Linked DNA regions of Bombyx mori: region 2 is linked to region 1. The links are chromatin contacts, called in public Hi-C maps. All regions are on one chromosome and are shown on one strand. The core of a region is the stretch at or near the end of the contact, and the rest is flanking DNA. Distances in the headings are between cores, read along the strand shown.

The links. Hi-C and Micro-C count contacts between places; a contact is called where the count stands out from the background.
Region 2: a Hi-C map of midgut shows a contact between it and region 1, with 2.1 times the contacts expected there. The contact joins the enhancer-like site here to the promoter of LOC101741993 in region 1. A contact is called at or near these places in 2 of 7 Hi-C or Micro-C datasets (middle silk gland and midgut).

Annotation. Positions count from the first base shown.
Region 1 is chr24:12,578,150-12,582,943 of ASM3026992v2, forward strand. LOC101741993 (ATP-citrate synthase) reads left to right here and starts at 1,627. Exons shown (of 23, transcript XM_038019691.2): 1 at 1,627-1,787.
Region 2 is chr24:12,616,863-12,621,754 of ASM3026992v2, forward strand. LOC101741993 (ATP-citrate synthase) reads left to right here. Exons shown (of 23, transcript XM_038019691.2): 3 at 198-303; 4 at 2,073-2,258; 5 at 3,021-3,134; 6 at 3,944-4,023. Among protein-coding and RNA genes, the nearest start is that of LOC101741993, 40 kb to the left of the region's middle. Within about 2 kb of position 3,054, at least 4 of the 8 cell types and tissues checked have open chromatin away from gene starts, as enhancers often do.

The DNA.
Region 1 (4,794 bases), core at 377-2,876:
AAGAAAATTATGGGGACTACCTGGCCACGCGTCAACATCCACAGCAAAACCGAATATTCATGAAAAAAACTCATGCTGTCTATTTGGTGTGATCAGCTGGGTGTGGTGTATTACGATTTGCTTAATCCTGACGAAACAATCACTGGAGCTCTCTACCGAACGCAGTTGATAAGATTGAGTCGAGCTCTCAAGGAAAAACGCCCTCAATAACTACTCCAGACATGACAAAATTATTCTGCTCCATGATAATACTCGTCCGCACGTAGCGGTACCGGTAAAAAATTATTTAAAAACACTTATTTGGGAAGTACTACCTCACCCGCCGTATTCACCAGACATTGCCCCGTCTGACTATCATCTGTTCCGGTCAATGGCACATGCTCTGTCGGAGCAGCGGTTTACATCATATGAAGATACCAAAAATTGGTTTGATTCGTGGATAGCCTCAAAAGACGAGGAGTTCTTCAGACGTGGAATCTGAACTCTGCCTGAGAGATGGGAAAAAGTAGCTGCTAGTGATGGACAATACTTCGATTAAATTTAAATTACCGTTCTTGGAAGTAATTCTCATTAAGAGCTCTGTGTAGGTGATGATTAAGATCGGTGATGCCATACATCCTTGTCGAATACCGTAACTGAGGCGATAATGTCTTAAACGATACGATAAGTATATACGAGGACGACGACGTGGCGATAAGTTCTCCAGTACCTTTTGCGCTTACAAAGCAGGCCTGTTCGGGTGTAATTTCCTTCAAAAGAAATAACTGCCGAACAATTCATGACGTGCCGCAAAATTTTACTTGCGTGCGAAATCAGTGCCATAAAGTGGTGTTTAATGGTTTTTATATCCTAGTGGCCTCTTTTTATTCATCCCAACGCGGTAGACAATATGCGCCCTTGCCGGATTGCCATACTTTATTACATTACTTAACACGAAACATTTGAACATTTAAAAAATGAATTTGAAGCATAACAAAGCAATCTTGGTTCCACCTCAAATTTTGGGTTAACCAAACCTATGCATTCGATTCTTGTAATTAATAGCAAGGTAGGTTAATTCCATTAAGATTTTAACTATTAATTGCATCTAGAAATTTTTTTCAAGAGTAATTTTAGAAATTAAATATTGCGAGTAATTTATGTCTTGAAATATATTTTGTAAAATGAAGAATTTGAAAAAGTAAGGAAGGGACCAGTTTCTGAACGAAACTTGCTCATTGGTATTACCAGCCCTTAGACCATTATTGTTATGAAAGAAAAAAAGTTTTTAGGTTTTTTCTAAATTAAGTTACAACAGTATAGTAGCCAAGTGTAACTTTTTCTGCACTAAAGCATTTTTAATCGTGTTTGATTTAAAAGTTAAAATATCGATTTTCATCCATATATAGTTAATTTGGTCCATATATTGATTAAGTTTGAATGCTCAGTTCTTATCAAATTAGTTTTGATATTCATCAGATTAAAATATTAAACAAAATAAGGTAGTTTGAAGATAGATTTCTTCAAGAATTTAGCTTTGAAGGTGACTTTATAATTCCTAGAAACTACAAATGAAATTCAAAAATAGTTCTATTTAATTTTTTTAAGCTGCAACACTAACAGACGAAAATCAGAACGTCATAAAAAGAAATTGACAGAACAAGGAGATTTTTCTGTCACACACTGTTTCCTATCATTCGGATTAATAACGCGTTCGTCGGGTCGCGACGATTATAATTTATTATCATTTCACAATTATCAATAAGCTATCGATTACAGACATCAGCCGTCCCGCCGCTTTGCAATCAGTGAGTATTAGTAAATGTATTTATTAATAGAATTTAAAAGTATTTGATAATGTTATCTGTTTATTACTGATTTTACAAGAAGTGATTGGATAAGCCGGTTGTTACATGTTAAGCGTTTGCCGAGTAATGTCGAGTCTAGTGAGCGATTGCGAAGCGTTTTAAACGGGTGAAAGTCGCTTTCGCTCGTCAATTCGACTCTATATCAGCACTCATTTAATGATTAGCATATTATATAGCAATGATTGCCGGATTGTTTCAAAGCTACGATTCTTAACCTTTATAGGGACAGCTTATTACATTTTATTTTACGCAATGTTGCGTAGTGTTCGTGTCGGAAAAATATTATACTTAGGGACAATTAATTATTTTAATTTTTTATGGTACGACGGAAACATGATTTGCATATACAAATCGATCGTTTATAGGCTGTGATTTTCTAATTGTATTTCTAATTTATTCGGTGTTGTTAATAAAATTGAAGTGCTTGTTTTCGAAACACAGTTCAACCGAAATATATAATAATATATATATTTTAATCCCGTCCGGGCGTAGCTGGAATAGACCAGCGAACAGGTAGTGAAAAAAAATGTTTAATGATTTTGAAAATTGAATAAACCCCTGAACTAATTCTGATTAGGTGTGATTGGGGGTTTTGCTTGAATTAAACTCATTATTTCGTATAGAAAATTTTGCCAATTAATTTAGTGAAAAAATTATGGGATCTGAGTAGTCGTTAATGTAAAGATGGTTAAGGTTAAAAGACTAGATGGCCCGTTCGAAAGGGAATATTTGAGAGAAAAGTGGGAATTTGAAGATGATAAGTCTCAATGAGAAAAGACGACATGTTGCCCCAATCCCACATAGTGGGATAAAGGCAAGAAAAAGAAGACTACGAGATCTGTAGAATATCATGTTTTGAGGTCCAGTAAAAAAAGTATCAATTAAAGCTCATAACTATAAAATCCATATAGAAATCTCAATCTGACATGCATTGTATATAAATAAATATTTTTCATGCTACTTTTGTAATTTAGATATAATGTTGTTTTTGTGGAGATAAAAACGGGCTCGTTTATCCACTTATAGATCTGGTACATAACGTCCTATTGCACGATAAAATAATGCTCATCAATGCGCAGAAAAAAAACTTCATTTTCTGATATCAGATTAAATACTCAATGTTTTCTACAAATGGTAGAGTGTATTTTAAGCCTTATAGGTGTATTGTCTACAATATTTTTTTTTTATAAAGAAGTTTGGCTCCAATGCCTTTGCCATTGATTTTGCCAATGTCACAGTATGCACAAAAATGACCTGTGCTTAGAGAGTTTTTTTTTTTAAATACAAATAAGTTTGGTCAGTTTTTCCATATGGAAATTTGTGATTTTAAGAACAGCACAAACAAATATTTGTTAGACTAACTGTTTTAAAGATAAATATTATTAGCAGATCAAAATTTACATAGAATATTTACATGCTTAGAATAGACTAAACTTAATAGAGAATTGATATTAATAAGCCAGGGGATGTCATTTGGAAGGATATCATAAAGAGGGGATACGATATTGGGGCAGTCGAAGAGTCTACAATAAATAGTCCTAGTTTATATAGTCGGATAGCAATAGTATTTGAGGTTTTAATTCAATACTGGATATACTCTTTGGTCAGTTTACTTTACTTTTGGCCTCTAGCCAAGACATTTTTCATAAAAATAATATTATCTGTATCGCGATAACCCTAATGTGCCTCTGTCTAATTAATTGAATTATTATAAAATTATATCACCTGCGATGAAGAAAACTTTAAAGTAATTAAAACATAAGAAATAAAACAATGAGAAAAATAAATATGAGATTAAACCATAAAAACAGTTGTACAAGCTGAGAAAAACAGAAGTATTTAAAGTTATTAGGTACTTATACTACTTAAAATATATTCATATCGAAATTAGTTCTTTAAATGACACCTTAGCCGACTTAACCTAATAGCTGTATGGCTCTATAAATAAATAAAAAATTACACCTTTACAATTGAGGTGGCTTAACAAAAATGTTAAGAAAAAGTTAGAAAAAGTTAGAAAATTTTAATACTTAGAACGAATTGTAGACATGTATTCTAGCAGCTTATAAAATTAAATGGTCTCTTTTAGTTTAGATAAAGACAAATGTACTATTTCCGTTTGCTCTATATCAAGCGCAAGTATTAAATTATTGCGGTAGGCAGCGGCTTGGCTCTGCCCTTGGCATTGCTGAAGTCCATGGGCGACGGTAACCACTCACCATCAGGTGGGCCGTATGCTCGTCTGCCTACAAAGGCAATAAAAAAAATAATATTAATAATTAATAAAATATTTTTTAATTACTTTGAAGTATTAAAATCGAAAAACTAAAAAATTACAATTCTTCAATAACATTTCTGGCGCTTACCAAAAAAAAAAAACAAGAATTGTGTATTAAATCACTTCAATTCTAATGATGCGATATACTCATATATTTACAATATAATTTTCACTTATCTTCACTTTTTTGTAATAAGAAACTTTGATTTGATTGAAAACCAAAGATTCGTGTAAAATGTCATCTATCTATCTTCTATCTTCTTCTTCTATCTTCTATATATATAAAAATGAATTGCTGTTCGTTAGTCTCGCTAAAACTCGAGAACGGCTGGACCGATTTGGATAATTTTGATCTTGAATTATTTGTAGAAGTCCAGAGAAGGCTTAAAAGGTAGATAAATATGAAAATGCTCGGATATAATAAAAATAACAATTTTGTTTTTCCTTTGATATGTCCTTTTGTTTGCTTTAAGTTTATTTTATACAAAACTTTAGGTGTTTTATTTATCGATTGAGGCACTACGAAGTTTACCGGGTCAGTTATAATTAATAAATCCGTACTTAATATCAAAATTGAAAGTGTGTGTTTGTTTGTCCTTATTTCACGTCGAAACGGTCAATGAATTTACATTATTTATTAAGTGATAGTTTTAGGTCAATAGAATGGCG
Region 2 (4,892 bases), core at 1,804-4,303, 40 kb after region 1:
GTGCTTAGTGTGAGTTTTTAACGTTCTCGATAGCGTAAAAGTTAACTCAAATTTGTATGCAGTTGGAACAGCGCCCCTAGCGGCAAACGTTCCAACTGTCGCTATCGAGAACGTTAAAAAACTTGCACTAACAACACACATGATTAAAAAAATGTGTCGACGTATCTCGAGGTTTTGTTTTTTTTTTTACGTTTCAGACACATAGCCTCCGGTACGGCTCTGGTACCATGCAGGTTCGCCACATTCGAACAGAGTACAGTGTGGGAGGATGAGCTGGGGAAAAACCCATGGCTCTCGAAGGAGGTATGTTTACGTCGATTTTACATAAAATATTTGTCAAGAAAGTTATCTACGTTTTCACGTTAAGTTTTTTGTTCATAATTCCAACAGAAAGTTAACACTGTACTGGTTGGTGGTAGGACCTCTTGTGAGTTCCCGCGGGTAGGTATCGCCACCCTGCCTATTTCTGCCGTGAAGCAGTCATGCGTTTCGGTTTGAAGGGTGGGTCAGCCGTTGTAACTATACTTGAGACCTTAGAACTTATATCTCAAGATGGGTGGCGCATTTTACGTTGTAATGTCTATGGGCTTCAGTAACCACTTAACATCAGTCTAGGTTAGGCCACCCATCTAAGCAATAAAAAAATAAAATAATAACAGTTTTTGTAAATTTGAATCATGTTTTATTTTATTTAAATAAGCTTTTATAGATGCTTTTAAGTCGTAATGACTACCACCGATATAGAATGAAAGTTTCAGCGATCTAAATAAATCGACATGAAAACCAAGACTTATACAGAATATACTTTACGTATTTAATCTATACTGCGATGTAATCTGTGCTATATACAGAAATGCCAACGTGACGGAACTGCGAGTTTTTTTTTTGTATTGTCTTGTCTTGTCTTTGTATTGTAGTCTACGGAATCTTGAATACAGTCTTGTGCATTTTTAAGGATATGTCTTTGACGTCTTTTTCACGATCGTACTACCCGCCATCGGAGCAAGGTTCATCCTCTACTACCCGCTGCATTCATTCGCAGTGCGTTTCTCTTCATAATTTAGACCGTTGGCCCTTACATTATAATTCTCCTGCGTGAATTCCAACAGGATAACACATGTACGTGATCACAAAATAAAGGTATCCTTACAACGTCACAAGATGCTTTGTAAGCCCGCGCGGGTAGGCACTAAATAACCCTCTTATTTCTGTTGAAGCACTATTGCGATCGCCATTATACTCTAGAACTTAGATCTCGTGTCGATTCATCTTTTGTTTTTCCTTGCCGTATCACTTGTCAGAGCGGTCGTGGTCCTCATTAAGTATTATGGCTGTGGGCAGACGCTATGTGCCTCACGAGCAATAGCCACTTCTTCAAGCGAGGAAATAACTCCATAAAGCGCCTTGTCGTTAGGGCCAAAGTAGAAGACACCAGACCGCGTGGAAGGTTACTCATGCGATGGACCTGCGAAGTCAAGTCGGCAGTTTGCATGTGTGTACCATTCATCTACTAGTCACCGTCCTCGCTGACCCCGTCGCTTGCGATGAAGGGCTCGACGAGTAAATTAACCCATGACACAGCCCGCTGAGTTTCTCGCCGGATCTTCTCAGTGTGTCGCGTTTCCGATCCGGTGGTAGATTCTGCGAAGCACTGCTCTTGCTAGGGCTAGTGTTAGCAACACTTCCGTTTTAAGCCCCGTGAGCTCACCTACACGTCAAGGAGAAGCTGAAATAGCATTTTAAGGCTATCAGCATAGGTAGGTGAAAAAAATCATCTACGAAATTATAATATTTTTTTTGCTTAGTAGAGTGGACGAGCTCACAGCCCACCTGGTGTGAAGCGGTTACTGGAGCCCATAGACATCTACAACATAAATGCGCCACCCACCTTGAGATATAAGTTCTACGGTCTCAAGTATAGTTACAACGGCTGCCCCACCCTTCAAACCGAAACGCGTTACTGCTTTACGGCAGAAACAGGCAGGGTGGTGGTACCTAACCGCGCGGACTCACAAGAGGTCCTACCACCAGTATTAGAAAGAAACGAAAACACTATCGCCGTCCCGTTTCAGCAATTGGTCGTAAAGCCGGACCAGCTGATCAAACGTCGCGGCAAACTGGGTCTGGTCGGCGTGAACAAGACTGCGGCGGAGGTCCGGCGTTGGCTCGGCGAGCACATGGCCAAGGAGCAGACGATAGGGGCCTGCGTCGGGCGGCTGAGGCACTTTATAGTCGAGCCCTTCGTCAAACACGAACCGGTGAGAGTACCCTATGTCTGTTTGTTTATTTAACTCGACGCACAACCCTAATGATGTTTACGGCTGAAGCATGCTGTACTGGTCAATCAATGATGGAGTAGTGTTGTGGTACATTAATTGTTTTAGTGGAAAAAAATCTTCACGACGACTTAAACTTAGAGCCGACACGTAAGGAAGCGTCAGAACGCTACTTTGTAAAAGCAGCGTGACACGATAACCATCTTATCGTGGACACCGCTAACTACATATCCGACCCAGGTCGTCGAACTCTTCGTAGGAGTCGAAGTGTGAATTAACCCATAGACACAGCCCATTCAGTTTCTCGCCGGATCTTCTAAGTGGGTCGCGATTCTGATCCGGTGGTAGATTCAGCGAAGCACTGTTCTTGCTAAGTGTTAGCTAGTGCTAAGTGCTTGTTCAGTGTTAGCAATTCTGCTACTGCTCCGCATGAAGTTGGAATAGTCCCCTATGCTCCAAACAAACACACAGATCATTCTCTCTCTCACTCATACACACACACACACGCGCCCACACAAACAACACACACGCACACACACACAACACACACGCACACACACACAACACACACGCACACACACACAACACACACGCACACACACACAACACACACGCACACACAAGTACACATATGCACATTTTCCAATTTTTGCCGTCTTTTATATGTTAACATCTCGAACGCTAAGAAGGTATGTCCGTTCCAGAGAACCCTTTGTAGTTCTAATTAACTCGTTATGTTTCCAGAGCGACGAGATGTACCTGTGCATACAGTCGGGCCGGCGCTCCGACACCATCCTGTTCCACCACCAGGGAGGGGTCGACGTCGGAGACGTGGACGCTCTGGCCATTCGACTAGAGGTGAGCGATGTGCGACTGTACAGCAGGCGCGCGAGTTCATGTCCCGTCCTGAGGAATGCGGTAGTGCTGTGACCTAGTTAATTGTGGTAATGTCGATAATAACTACCGATCGGTGGTAGTTTCCGCGAAGCACGGCTCTTGCTAGGGTTCGTGTTAGCAACGTCGTCAGGTTTGAGCCCCGTGAGCTCACCTACTAGTTAAGGCGACGCTGATATAGCCTCTCAAGGCTATCAGATTAGGTAGGAAAAAAAAACTACCGATTTAGTCAACAGCTGTCAATTTGGTTTTAATGTAACTTAAGGTAATTTTGCAATTTGTGGAATAAAATAAATGTGATAAGTAATTACTTATTTATTTCTAACAGAGAAAAATATTTATTAAAATCTAATTCAATCACTTATCAGATGAAAAGACAACCGACAGATCAGAGTCGGAATCAGTATGTATCTTTTTTTAGTAGGGTTTTTTTCTACCTGAACTTGTTGGAAGCGGAGTAGTCATGGTTAAATAATACAATAGCGTTAGCGTAAATTTTCGATATCGATAAGCGCGCGTCACAACCGTCACGGACAACACTCGACGTCAGACAAATGCGGGGAGGCGAGCGAAGGTGGGGCGACCTGCCCCCCGCGCGTCGCCTCTGGCCCCGTTGGATATGAACTCGCGCGCATACAGTATGTAATATCGATGTTTTGAAAATTTATCGAATCCGACCGGTGCATCGATTCGTTTGCCTGATCGATTTAATACTTGGTACGGTAGTTGTTGGTTATCTAAGGAAGGTTTTTAACGAGGAGCCTGATTGACAGGTGCCCGTGGACACCTTCCCGACGGGAGAAGAAGTCGAGAGGGTTTTGTTGAAGAACGTCAAATCTCCATCTACTAAAAGGTATAGTTTTTTGTTATTGATCACGCACATACATAGATAAATATACGATGTTTACATGTATATTGTATTAGTTACCTATAAAATATATCGACAAGTGAAAGCCTATTTGGTTTAAGCGACTTTTTTGCAACTTGACAGGAGAGCTATTTAAAGTTTAAAATATGGAAAAAATGACAAAAAAAAAATTTTCAACTATTTTAACGGAGTAAACTTAATTGAAGTTCAATAAAAAGTATCTAACTGTATTGTATACTGATATTAATACAAATAAAATGGACCTTTAATTACAATGACATATTTTTATTTATTTATTAGGTTCGTGGACAAGCTCACAGCTCGCATTTACGTTGTAGATGTCTATGGGCTCCGGAAACCATTTAACACCAGGTGGGCTGTGAGCTCTTCCACCCACCTAAACAATTACCAACAAAAAGGATACGCTAGTCTATACTAATATTATTTATTACTGGTGGTAGGAGCTCTTGTGAGTCCGCACGGGTAGGTACAACCGCCCTGCTTATTTCTGCCGTGAAGCAGTAATGCGTTTCGGTTTGAAGGGCGGGGCAGCCGTTGTAACTATACTGAGATCTTAGAACTTATATCTCAAGGTGTGTGGCGCATTTACGCTGTAGATGTCTATGGGCTCCAGTAACCACTTAACACCAGGTGGGCTGTGAGCTCGTCCACACATCTAAGCAATAAAAAAAAATAAAAATAAAGCTGAAGAGTTTGTTTGAACGCGCTAAGATCAAACAAACAAACTAGTTCCTGAGATCAGGAACTACTGGGTCGATATGAAAAATTCTTTCAGTGTTAGATAGCCCATTTATTTAGGAAGGCTTTAGGTTATATAGCATAACGGTAAGACC